Regions from separate parts of the Sus scrofa genome. Here regions 2 and 3 are each linked to region 1. A link is a contact called in public Hi-C and HiChIP or PLAC-seq data. All regions are on one chromosome and are shown on one strand. Each heading gives the region's core, a stretch centred on a gene start, on an enhancer-like site or on the middle of the called end of the contact. The rest is flanking DNA. Distances are from core to core; before and after follow the strand shown.

Evidence for each region. Hi-C and Micro-C count contacts between places; a contact is called where the count stands out from the background. HiChIP or PLAC-seq counts read pairs in DNA pulled down with a chosen protein or histone mark.
Region 2: an H3K27ac HiChIP or PLAC-seq map of skeletal muscle shows a contact between it and region 1, with 2.2 times the contacts expected there. The contact joins the promoter of LOC102165851 here to the promoter of ADPRHL2 in region 1. A contact is called at or near these places in 1 of 5 promoter capture datasets (fetal liver) and 1 of 2 datasets of contacts at active chromatin or transcription factors (skeletal muscle).
Region 3: a Hi-C map of liver shows a contact between it and region 1, with 2.1 times the contacts expected there. The contact joins the promoter of AGO3 here to the promoter of ADPRHL2 in region 1. A contact is called at or near these places in 1 of 47 Hi-C or Micro-C datasets (liver) and 1 of 2 datasets of contacts at active chromatin or transcription factors (alveolar macrophages).

The regions. Positions count from the first base shown.
Region 1 is chr6:92,236,329-92,240,579 of Sscrofa11.1, reverse strand. ADPRHL2 (poly(ADP-ribose) glycohydrolase ARH3) reads right to left here and starts at 2,113. Exons shown (of 6, transcript XM_003127788.4): 1 at 1,864-2,113. The coding sequence starts at 2,080. TEKT2 (tektin-2) reads right to left here. Exons shown (of 10, transcript XM_005665212.2): 5 at 4,122-4,251; 6 at 3,924-4,038; 7 at 3,628-3,735; 8 at 3,361-3,504; 9 at 3,147-3,226; 10 at 2,455-2,980. The coding sequence ends at 2,767.
Region 2 is chr6:92,036,845-92,041,095 of Sscrofa11.1, reverse strand. It overlaps LOC102165851 (vegetative cell wall protein gp1-like), which reads left to right and starts at 2,282. Exons shown (of 3, transcript XM_021097603.1): 1 at 2,282-2,595; 2 at 2,675-3,282; 3 at 3,589-4,072. The coding sequence starts at 2,282. The coding sequence ends at 3,812. It overlaps AGO1 (argonaute 1, RISC catalytic component), which reads right to left and starts at 2,880. Exons shown (of 19, transcript NM_001194976.1): 1 at 2,856-2,880. The coding sequence starts at 2,880.
Region 3 is chr6:92,079,775-92,084,025 of Sscrofa11.1, reverse strand. It overlaps AGO3 (eukaryotic translation initiation factor 2C, 3), which reads right to left and starts at 2,061. Exons shown (of 19, transcript NM_001194974.1): 1 at 2,043-2,061. The coding sequence starts at 2,061.

The DNA of each region.
Region 1 (4,251 bases), core at 864-3,363:
CCAAGCCCCAACACTGCCTTCTCTTCCCATTTCACTCGCAGGAGGCCCCCCAACCGCTCCTTCAACCAAGAAGAAGGCTAACAGGGCACCTATCCATAGCCACGCTCTCCAGCCTCCCCTTAGAGGGACAGCATCTCTCCTTTAGTCCACAATCAGCCAGCTTTTCCCCAGGGAACCATCTCTCTTCCATTCCCAGTTCAGATGATAGGAGATGTAGCCAAGCCCGCCTCCAGCCCAGCCCAACTGCACGTCCCATCCCCTGGTTCATATGACCTAAAGCAGGCCAGTGAGACTCTGAGAACGTGGCTGGGGCCACCACAAAGAGAAACTTCTTCTGCTGGAGCTGCAGAGCTGGGTGCTGCTGGGGGCCCCCCTAAGGGAAGGGTCTGCCAGAGGAAAGCTCACCCAAAAGAATGCAGATCTGAACAAGGAGAGGAACTGGGTCTTGAGATGGCTTGGCTCAGCTCCACTTAAAGCCAGGCCTACCACTGGATTTCCCAGCGATGTCACCCAATGCATTCTCTTTTTGCTCAGGCTATTTTGAATTGGGTTTTCTGCCACTTGCGCCTAAAAGGTCCTAAAACCTCAACCTCAAATGTTTTTCCCTCATCTTAACATCAAACCAAAATGAAAATATAAAACTGTCCCAACATCCTGTCTGACTCTCAACCACAGTTCATCTCTCTCCTTCTCTTCATACCAAACCATACTTTTATCTTCTCCTTTTCCAATTCTTCCTAAACACAACTGAAATCTAACTTTTTTTTTTTGCCTTGTAGGGCTGCACCTGCGGCATATGTAGGTTCCCAGGCTAGGGGTTGAATCAGAGGTACAGCTGCTGGCCAACGCCAGAGCCACAGCAATGCGGGATCCAAACCATGTCTGCAACCTACACCACAGCTCATGCCATGCTGGATCCCCCTGAGCAAGGCCAGGGATGCAACCTGCAACCTCATGGTTCCTAGCCAGATTTGTTTCCACTGTGCCATATGGGAACTCCTGAAATCTAACTTCTAAGGTTCAACTTTCTACTGAAAATGCTTTTCTAAATCTAGATTTCCCGAGACTTAACCCCTTTTACCATCACACCAGTGACCAGTGTCTTCGTCCAGAAATTCTTGAGTTTTGTTGTTACGCATCTCCCCACTTCTCCTATCAAACAATTTCCTTCTCTAGCTCCTTTTCCTCCTTCAGGGTTCTGGGTGTGGCCCTTTTCCCTTACTATTCTATATGCTCTCCCAGAAGACTCATTCTCTGCTTGACCTCAGCTGTGATACTGAGCTGAGATCTGGGTGATGAGCAGACTGCCCAGGGGAGAGAGCTTTACAGGCAAACGGACAGCGGTACATGCAAAGGCCTCGGCAAGAGGAAGCACGATGTGACAGCAATGCAGAGCGGTACAAGATGAAACTGGGGCCGCAGGGGAGGACCGGCCACAGATGGCACGTTAAAGAGTTTGATTCTGTCTTAATGGTAATGGAAAATCACTGCAGAGCTTCACGCGCGCGGGAGGCAGCCATCAGATCTGTTTTCAGATGCGCACTCCCAGCTGCGTGGAGATGGACCGGTGGTGCACTGATCCAGGAGAACTGGGTAAATCGGGTCGAATCGGCAGGGGTGTACTACTGGACAAGGCAATCTAGGCGTGGCCTGTACCGCGGGAGGATGGGGTTGCCAGGCCCGTAACCGGCAAACGTCTGGGGCGAGACTCGTGAAGATGGGGCTCGGATTTAAACAAGCTGAGTCCGAGGTGCCCGCAAGTCCTGCAGATCCGGCCACTCACTCCCGCTGCGGTTCCCTCCCTCCCAGCGTCCCTCGCGACCCTTGGCCTCCACGTGCCCCAGTGCGTCCGGGCCCGCCCACCTGTCCGCGGGCTCCCCGCCGATCCGGGGTCCGGCTCCAGGTCCTGGACCTGACGCAGGACTGACGTCAGGTCGACCGTGTCGCGCGCCTCGTAGACGGCGCCCACGCAGTCCCCGAGCAGCGCGCCAGCCAGGCAGCCTCGGAAGCGGGAGAGGGAGCGGGCCGCCCCTGCCCCTCCGGAGGCCGCTGCCGCCGCCGTCATCGCTGCCACTGCCATCCGCGCCGATCCGCAGCCACTTCCGGTGCGGCCGACGCGTGCCCAGCGGCGCCGCTTCCCTGGCCCCACAGCGACACCCCGAGGCGCGGAGTCATAATTCCCGCGCGCGAGTGACCTGGGTGGTCCCGCAGCCCTGGTTCGATTGGGCTCGGCCTCTGGTTTTAGTCCCCATCCCCCACCCCTGGAAAGGGCATCACAGTCGGACGGGACGTCCACTAAAGGGTCCCCAGGGGTGGGCACTGAGCCAGACTGTAGGGTCACTGGCTCCGAGGCCTTTATGTGCCCGGGTACCCCAGCCCTCCCAGGGCAGCCGCCGCTCATGGCCCCCACTCAGGGCTGGGTGCCCCTCATCCCCAAGCCCTCCCCCCATCACCCTGGCCCCCTCAGGGCCTCTCCTAGGCATCCAGAGGGCAGGCTAGGGTCCAACTGGGGCAGAGCTTGTTGGAGGTCGCACAGCTAGAGCCCAGGGGTGCTGGCCTGGTCGAGACAGGCCCCCTGAGGGGAGAAAGGGGAAGGAGTGGGATTTGGAACTTGGAGCTTGAGGGATGATGTTCCCCGCCTGTGCTCCTCCAACTACAGGGGTAGCAGAGAACCCTCTGGACTGAGAACCCCCCACCTTTATTGACTCATTATCCCCACCTCCACTTCATTTCCCACCAGCCTTCCCCTCTGTTCTCAGCCCCTCGCTAGGTCAGCTCCAGCTGGCAGGTCTTGAGTGGACTCAGGGTGCGGTTTGTGGTGCGTGTGAAGGTGTCCACCTCAGGCACAAACTTCTCAGCAGGCACGGTCAGCTTCCGACGAGTATCCATGCACTTGGTGTCCAACAGCATGGAGTTGGCCTTGCAGGCGATATCAGCCTGCAGCCGAGCCAGGTGCTTGTACAGGGCATCCAGAGCGTCCCTGGGGAGGGAGGATTAACAACCCACCACCACTACATGAGGCTGGGCAGGCAGGGCTGAGCTTACCCACCTTGAGTCAGGAAGCCAGCAGGGAAGCCAGCAGGCAGCACGCCGCTGGGGTGGTGGGAGTTGTCTCCCCGCCCCTCCTGCTCACTCCCCAAACCTACTGTGCTTGAGCCAGCTTCTGCTTCAGGGCGGCAATGGTTGCCTCTAACTGGTGAACCTCATCAGTGAGGCCGAACTGTGCCTGGAGGTAGAGGAGCAGGTGGGAGGGAATCCCAGGTCAGCCAGGCTGTCCTTCTGCCCATGGGCCAGGGGGTGGCCTATGCCAGAACCCCTGCTCCACCAGGGAGCCCGTGCCCCGCTGGGGTGCCCTCATACCTGGTCACGGCAGAGTTCCACATTAGGCCGGTAGGTCCTGGTCTCTAGCCGGGTATGGCATAGCTTCAGGTTCTGCAACTTTCTGCGCAGATCCTCCTCCAGGTGCCGGATGTCCTCCTGCAGCTCAGCAATCTCCTCCAAGGTCTGCAGGGACAGAGGGACTGGTCTCCACCTGGTGCACCCAGTCCAGGGCTTCCTGGCAAGGCCCCAGGCTCCTCATCCCACAGCAGGAAGTCCAGGCCCCAGGAGATACGCGGAGAAGCTCACATTCTTCTCTTGCCACTTGAGCTCACTGTACACCTTCTCCATCTCCCGCAGCCGCTTCCTGAAGGCAAATTCCGTTGCAACCCTTTGGGCTTCGAGTTCATTGTTGGTCTGAAGGACAGGAAGTAGGCAGGACAAGGGGAAGGTATAAGCTTTGGCCTCTGGCCATCTGAGGATGTGGCTCAGGTGAGGGGTGGGATGCCACATGGCTGACAGGGAACAAAAGACAAAGGCTTGAGTGCATGCTGTGGCCGTCCCTTGGCCACTGAGGATCGGGGGAGCAGGAGGGGGTCAGGCACCTCGGCAATAGTTAGGGCGATGGCCTCCCTCAGCTCCACGGCTCCTTTCATCTCAGCCTCTGCCCGGTTCTTGTTGAACTGACTGAAGTCATCCCACTGCTGGAGAGTGGTGGAGCTGCAGGTGGAAGGAAACACTGGGGTTGCGGGAGTCTGGCCTTTGCAGGGAGGAAGAGAGACTGAGCGAAAGGCTCTTCTTACCCACTGGGGACACGTGTAGGATTAATCTTCAGAGAGATGTTCGGGGACTTGAGGTTGAGAGAGAGGCAGCCTCTGTCGATGTCTAATGTCTCCATTTTGCCCCGATGGTCAGCGTTGAGCTGCTGTCGAG
Region 2 (4,251 bases), core at 1,033-3,532, 200 kb after region 1:
CTCTACTCCTAGAAGGCTTGGGGAAAACAGGGAGCCCCCACCTTCACCTTCATCCCCAAAATAGGGAAGGCAGGAGGAATAGAGAACCCCTTCCTCACCAGATCCCCCTGCAAGGCTTTCAAAGTTCCCCTCTAACCCCACCCTGCCCCCAGCTTTTAGTCTGAGAAAGGGAGACACTTCCCTTCAGACCCAGACAGGGACAGACGGCCACTTTGTGATGCAGATGAGGGCCCCAGCACAGAGGACAAAGCTTGGGCCTTGGGGGAAAGGGGCGGGGCCCTTCCCTGCAGACAAAAGCAAGGAGGGAGGGGCTATGAAAAGGACACTCCCCCTCCCCCATCCCCAACCAGCCGGGAGAAGGAAAAGTATCAGAGCTGAAAGGCTTGGCTCAGGGATTCCTTCCCTGCAGTTCTGAGGCCCACATACCTCCCAAGGAGCTAGACTGTCCATTCAAAAGACAAACTCAAGGCTAGGTTAGCTGTCTGATAAGCAAAGACTAAGAGGCCAATCTCACCAAAAAGTATCACACACTGAGTACATCAAATTATTAAACATTCACATATGTGTTAACCATTTACGTTCACACTAGAATTTGATTTAATTCAAAAAATAAACATGTACTTCTGTCAGGGCCTCCACAGATAAATCAGACACCACCTCTACCCTGGGAGTTCCCAGTCCAGTATATGTGCTTAAAACACACTTAAGCACAGAAGGCACATCTGGACATAAGCCCAATGAAGCCAGCAACAATACTTTGCTTTGTGTATCATATCCTCCGACCTCCAAGAAAATCATCTGGGCCTAGGAAGGAGGCAGTTATGGAAATCCCTCCACTCACAGCTTTCAGAATAAATTCCAATTACCAGGCAAGTAAAGCCTGCCCCATTAAGGTACAGCCAACTCCAGATACCAGGCTCCAGTTTCTTCCCTATAAGCTTATTTATTTACAACAACAAAGTCAAATTTTTCATCACTCCAGAGTCCATTAGGCATTCATCATTAGATAAATGATCAACAAGATCATTCACAGTCTGGAATGAGTGCCAGCTCCCAGCAATCCATCTGGACCTCTGTGACCCATTCCTACCCTAGTCCATAGGTTGTCGCAAGTTGTCTCCAGCCCAGAAAACTAGGAGAGTTCCCTGAACGGAGAAAGGGGCCTAAGGGAAGAAGGAAGTAGTTTTCTCAAGTCAGTTGCTCCCAGCATTCCAGCTTTGTTTTTGTCTTGGGGAAAGTAGTCACTAAGTACTTAGAAGTCACTGAATAGATGACTTGAATGTGCTGGTAGGAGCTATTTCCTTGAGGGGAATAGCTGTGGTATAAAAGACAAAGATTCTTCAACCAGAAATGAAATTCATGTCCCCAGTGGAAATCCTATTCCCACCCCCAGATCAAATGGAAGGAAGTGGTGAGACAAGACCTAAAGGTCCATACTCCTCCCATCAAAGGTCTCCTATCTAGGACACAGGAGGTGTCTCCACCCTACAGCCCATCCAAGGACTCTGGTCTTCTTGGGGCAGCTCTGCCTCAGTTTCTCTTCTACTCTTACCTACTTTTCTCCTGGTTGTGAGTAACGAGACATTAAAGCTATGATCTGAGACTCATCAGGGTGAAGGCTATAAACTTCCCCCTACTCCAAACAACTTATTTGCGGCAAAAGGCTAGCTTGGCAACCTGTAATAACATGGCCCTAGGAGTTTCTGGGGAGTAGAGAGAGGAAAAGAAAAGATACCCAGTGGGGGATAGCAGCCATAAAAACATTAAGGTATAGAAAGATTAGGCTGTCACCTCTGGAGACATTTCAATAGAGAGGTCATTATACTTGGATTAAAAGATCCCAACTCTGTTCACTACTGGACCAGAAACATGCAAACCGGAAAGACAACCCCTTCTAGGCAAACCTGGCCCTGACTTCGGTTCCTAAGTAACCAATACATTTTCTAAGGCCTGTCTTCAGGAAGGACCCGTCTCTAACCTAAAACATTGCTTCTATCTCAGTCTTTCCTCATCCCAGTAGCAGAATAAGGCACTTTGGCAGTTTCCTTCAATCCATTCTTGGCAAACTGTGACTGAAGGTTTTCAGGGCCAAGTGCAAGAGCCTCAGGATGGGGAAGGGGCCCATTTCCATTTGCGCTAAGCCAGCATGACCTAAGAGAGAATACACCCCATCCTCGCGCTCCTTTTTCCAAGCCAAACCTGGCACGATTGGGGGTGGGGGGGTTCGGGCGGCCACGCCCCCACCACATCAGGCAGCCCCTTCCAGCTGCCACCTCCGCGCATGCTCCGGCGCCTCTTCTCCAGCTCCCCAGACTCAAGGGGGGGAATCCCGGGGCTGGATCCCCACCCACCGCCCCCTGACCCTCGCCCCCGCGTTAGGCCCGGCTGGGGCGGAGCTCACAGCCCAGATCTGGCGCCTTCTCCCGAAAAGACACAAACCCAACCCAGCCTAGCCGGGATGAACCCCCGCCCCCGGCATGCGGCAGCTCAGGGCCCATCTGTGTCGACCCCCTCCTCTCCTGAACACCTGGAGCCCGCCCCCTGCCACCTGCCGTGCCTCTCCCTAGGCCTCCCGGGATCTCTAGGACTCCTTACGTGTGTTCAGGCCCTTCTCTCAGATCACTTCCCACCTCCAGGAGTGCATACAGTCTCTGATAAATGGCCCTCGTCTCAGAGCTCCCTTCACAAGGTTTCCCCCGGAACTGCACACAGCCCCCTTCAAACTGGGCCCCCCATCTCTTAAGAGCCCCTTTCTTCACTCAGGAAACCTTTCCTCACTCGGAAATCCTGCCCTTTACGCGGAAGTACCCTGGTCCTTGGAGCATGCACCGTCCCCCCTTCCCGGGGGCCCTTACCTGCTCCCGAGGGTCCCGCTTCCATCCCATATACCCGTGCGGAGGTCAGGCGGCCCAGAGACTGTGGAGTCCAGTGTGAGGGGTCTAGATACCCCGCACTCTAGCTGCTCAGGCTCCCGGGCCGGGCTCGGCTCCCCCCGCCAAGCCCGGCCGCTCGCGCCGCCACCGCCGCAGCCTCCGTTGCCGCCGCCGCCGCGGAGCCTGCAGCAGCTCCCCCTGCGAGCGCCCGGCCAGCTGCCAGTGCGCAGGCGCGACCGCCAGGCCCAGGGGGCGGACGGGAACGAGTCAAACGGGGCGCTCCGACGGCAACAAAGGCCAATGGAGAGGGGCGGGGGCACCGGGGACCGGAGGCAGCGGCCCCTGGCGGTCACCCGTCGCCATGCAGCCCGGCGGGAGGGCTCCGGTGGAGGCGCCGCGGCACCGCGCGGTAGCGTTAAGTGGGGCGGGGCGGGAGGACACCCCTGCAGCAGCCTCCGGCCCTGTCTTTTCCCCAAATGGGTCCCTCCAAGCCCATACACAGCCTTCCCCCTTCGCACAGAGCCACGCGTGCATATCCACCACGTTCCCGGGCCACCCTCACACACTCTGAGAGACCCATCACCCAGGGGCCCTGCCTCCCACCTCTCCTCCCAATCACCCTCATCCTTCAAGCTTCGGCTGCAAAGCGACTGCCTCCGCGAAGCCTTTCTCCGTCCCCAGTCACTGAACTCACTGACGCCACCCTCTCTTCCAGGCCAAGTGCTGGGCGCTGAGACCACAGATGTGAAAGAGACCTTGCCTACCCTGGAAGATGTCACATTCTCAAACTTAAGTGCAGCTACCGAGCACTACCTGCGGGACCTGGGAAGCACCTGTCTCCACTTTCTCATCTACAGCTCACGCCTGAACTCAGTCAATCCGCTTCTGCCCCTCACCACGCCACTTAAAACACTTTTTGTGTCTAAATTCAAAGGATAATTTTCAGTCCCTATTTCTCTGCGGCATATGACACTGTGCCTCTCCTTCCTTTTTGAGCCTTCCACTTGGCTTCAGCATTTTCTGAGGTCTTCTATTGTTTATGTCCTCTTCAGTCTTCTTCAAGGACCCTTCCCCCCTGCTTTCAACGCATTAAGTAACAGTGTTCATCATGGTTCCACACCCAGCTCTTCCTTCTCATTCCACTTTCCACTTTCCCCTTAAAAGTGTCATTCACTCTTATGGCTCAACTATCCTTCCAAATCTCTATTTCCAACCATGTCTCAGACTCATATTTCCAAATGTCTGCTGGACAGCTCCACCTGGATAAACCAGCCCTTCAAATTTAGAGTCCCAAACCAAACTCTCTTTCCCCTACAAATGTGCCTGTCCTGTACCTCCTGTCTCTGCAAAGGGCACCTTCACCCCAGAAATGATCCTT
Region 3 (4,251 bases), core at 812-3,311, 160 kb after region 1:
ACCAACACTGACTCAACAGACTATCAGAGAACATGTGCATCTAAATTTTTGAAAGCAAAATGTATTATCTGTCAAATTCTTGATTTTAAATTTAGCTGCATATTTTCCTCAACTATGCTTTCAATTTCACTTGCTGCATAACAATTACATGTAAGTCTTACGAAGAAAGAAAATTTTGTTCTTGAAGATGACAATCTTGAGCCAAATTATAATTTATCTTCTTTAGTAAATCATGTTTAAGCTGCACTGAAGAATAAACTTTGTGTTTCAAGATGTCCACGTATATGGTTGATAAATCTAACCATACCTCTGCAGATGTGAAGACAGTTAAATGGGTATATATTTCAGTGATAGCACATGAAAAATGAGGTAAAAGTTGTCTATCGCTCAAGAATTCATAGCAGCATTTAATGAATCATACTTGGTTAGGTGGACTAATTGACTAGGTGGTTTGACTTCAGAAGTATTTTCTAAGATGCTATCCACATATTTGGGAATAATTTCATATGAAAAACCCAAAGAAGAAAAAGAAAAAAACTAAAAATGTTTTGGAAATGTCTTTAAAATTTTAAGATAATTAGTAAAGTCTTTAACTTTCATGTTTGTTTTTCAGGCTCAACAATAGAACAGTTATATAAAAATTACATATAGTTTCCAAATCATCACAATCTCTAAATAGTGTATTAGAAAATTGAAAAACAAAAAACAAAAAAGGTAGGATAGGGCAGTTTTGGAAATACACAAATCGATGATAAACAAGAGTCTAAAACTCCTGATAATCTAGACAAACTTGCCCTTTTTAAGACGACATGAATAAGAGGGGAAAATGGAGCATGCAAAAGAGAAATGATAGAAATTGATTAGAGAAAATTCCATATAATAAAACTTGTAATAAACCTTTCTCTCCAGCCCATCTCTACAATTTCTAAGTGCTTTTTGCATCTACTTGATAATTATACTCCTTAACGCAGTCAACAAAATCTTTATTATCATGTCACTGGTTTCTTTTATATGATTTTTTTCTTATCTCATATTTAAGTGCCTCCCGAACTGGCAAAATGAGATGTGAAATTCAGGGACTTGTGATCCTATTAGTAACAAGATACCCCCCCAAATATCTTCAAAATTAATTTATAAATTTCTGACTGGATGAAGCATACTTCCAAATTTAGCATACCAAGTATGATCATTTGGAAAGCAAACCGTTACGTAACACCTACTTTATGTCCTTCAGTTAATTACGGACCATAAAGAGTGCTTTTTCATTCTTTTTTTTTTTTTTTTTTTTTACGATAAGCACTGCCCATGTTGCAATTTTTTTCTCAAGACTGTCATTTTTCCCAAAGAGAGAAACAATTTTCTTAAATTCCAAATTTCCAAGAATATGATGGCCGATTCTCTAGGAAAAAAAAGAAAAATGGAAAAAGACAGGTAGCTAGATAGACCGACGGACAGAAATTTTAAGACCTATCGCCTCACATAAGCAGTGATCCAGGCTGATAATGACATTTCCAAGATCCTCAGAAACTATATACCATGCTGCCACAAACATCAGATGAGAACTCAGGGATGACACAAATGCCATCTTGCATTTGACGTTGCACTAATACCTATCTTAAACTTAGTTTTTATCTGTTATCCTAATGCATCCTCATGACTACCTTAAAAGATAAGCAAGGGAGAGTGCCGGCCGCCCAGTGCCCCTACGGGACACACAACCTGGTCAAAGGACACACACACCGTTACATCTTCAACTGGAATAACAGAAGCGATGACAAACGCTTCTGGACTCCAGTGAAAGAGTAATATCGCCTAGAGAACCCTAAACTTCAATTTTGTCAGCAGCGTCTCCTCCCCGCAGTTTCGCCCACTCCGTGGCCGGGGGAACCGCCGCAGGGCTGCGGGGAGGCGGAGGAGGGGCCGGGGGCGGAGGAGGGAGCCACCCGGGCGCCGCTCACCTCGCGCACCTGGGCCTGGGCGGAGGGAGCGACGACGTTCTGGGGATACCTCGGCGAACGGACCAGCAGCTCTGACTCACTCACCTGCGGAGCCGATTTCCATTCATGGAGCTGGGGGGAGTGCTTCGAGCGAGAAGGGCGCCCGCCACTGAGGGCAAGGTGGCGGCGCAGGGAGCGACGCGGCGCGACAGGAACCCTCACTCGGCCCGGAGGCGGGGTGGCGACAGCTTCTCCTCAGCAACCGCACTCTGAAAGCTCCCGTCAGGAAGATCGGCCGTCGGGAGGCAGCACGAGACTAGAAGAGAGGAAGAAGCGTGTGGCGAGAAGAGAAGAGCTCCGTACGGAACTTGCGTCGCCCGCGGCCGCTTACGCTCCCACTGCCTCTCCACGACTGCGGCGCCGCCGCCGACCTCCCCGGGGGCCGCCCCCGGAAGCCCGCTGGCGTCAGTTCCGCTGCCCGGGCTCGCCGGACGTCCAAGCCTCGCCTCTCAGCCTAGCCGTGCGGGCGCGGCCGGCGCGGAGGACGCAGGGGAGGTGTCACCGAGCGGGCGCCGCGCCTGGGCGGGGCCTGAGGCGAGCGCGGCCGTGGGTGGCGAGCGCGGCGGGGCCGGCCCTCCCGCTGTCCTCTGCCGGGCGGTGCAGGCCGGAGACAACCCCGAGGGGCTGGACTCCTCCTGCCGCCTTGATGCAGGGCCGTGCTTGTCTGAGACGACGTCTTAGAGGGCGGCGTAGCCAACCTGCACAGGAGCCTCCCGGGAACGTGGTTAGTGCGACGGGCAGGACAAAGATCTGAGGGCCCTGGGCCGATCTCCGGTCTTGGGTAAAAACCCCCTCCTTCTCGAAACCCTCTCACCACGCCCGGTTTGGACCGCCTCACACGCCTCCTCTGCAGGCGGTGAAGTGATCACCACAGTTGATCACTCCGTTTGTAGAGTTGCTTTGACGACCATTTTTTTTTGGGGGGGGGAATGTACACTATAACTCTGTTAGATTAAGAAACATGACTTTACACAAACATCAGCTCGAATAACTTCCATGTTTAAAACTCTTTAATAACGCCTGGTCAGGCTAAGACCCAAAGTCCATTCTGGGGCCAAACCGCCTGTTGTAACGGGGCCCCAGCCTTTCCCCTCAAGTGAGAATCTTCCTCGTCGCTATGCTACAGCTATACTGGTCTGCTTCCAATTCCCGCAAAAGGAAAAGTGCCTAATAGACCTGGAGCGTCTCTGCTTCTGGTTCCCTTGGCAGGAGCCCTCTTCCTCTTCACCCTCACCCCTTCCCCTCAGCTCCCCAACCGCTCTTCATACTTCGACTTCAGACATCTCAGAGGTCTTGCCCGGACGTCTGATCTATGATCAGTGACTTCTGTATATTATTACAGTATTTCCTAATAGCCCATATCCCAATCTGCAGTTTTCATGTACTAGTTTATTATGTGCCGTCTCCCCCACTAGAATGTAAGCTTTATAAGGTTATTAGGACCAGCACATTAGTCTTTCTTGCCTTAAAGAAATATGATACTATTTTATTCAGGATGAGGAATGATTCATGATTTTTCCCTACGTCCCGAAGCATCAGTAATGTTTTAGACTTTTAATAATCAAAATACACTCTTTTTAAAAAAGCTTTGGACAAAGAGGAAAAGGAAAAAATATCCTATCTTTAGTCCAGCCCAATCACTGAGGGGACTTTGATCAGTCACTTGAGCCTCTCTGGGCTTCAGTTTCCTCACAGCTGTGAAGTTAACGAATGCACGTTATGCATCCAGAAAATCCACCCTAAATGTTAGTAAGAATGTATTTACTATAGTTACCATTTTAAAGCACTTATTAGATGCACCTACCATATAGTAAACACTTTATAAGTTGACTTTTATAACTTTACCTTTTACAAAAAATGCTCTCCCCAATTTTAAAATATCAAATGTTACTAGATGAAACACTGTATCTTAAAAGTTACTTTGAATCCTTGACTAAAGGGATTCCACAGCAGTTGACAGGGGTAAATATCAACTTTTGCAAGGGTCTATCACACCCTCAACCCCCTCAACAGGTTCCCTAAATGACTGTAGGCTTCTTAGGTGTCTCCCAGAATAGACATAGTGACGATGAGGACCCCAAAGGTAAGCCTTATTTGATGACATGGATGAAGCAGAATTTGGACCTTCTAATTCAATCCAATTTAATAAATGTCAATGATGCCTTCCCATTTACTGTTGCTACTCAGGATCCCCCATCTCTAAGCCCGTGTGAAAGGCTCATGAATTGTAATGTCAGGAAATAGGAATATTTCA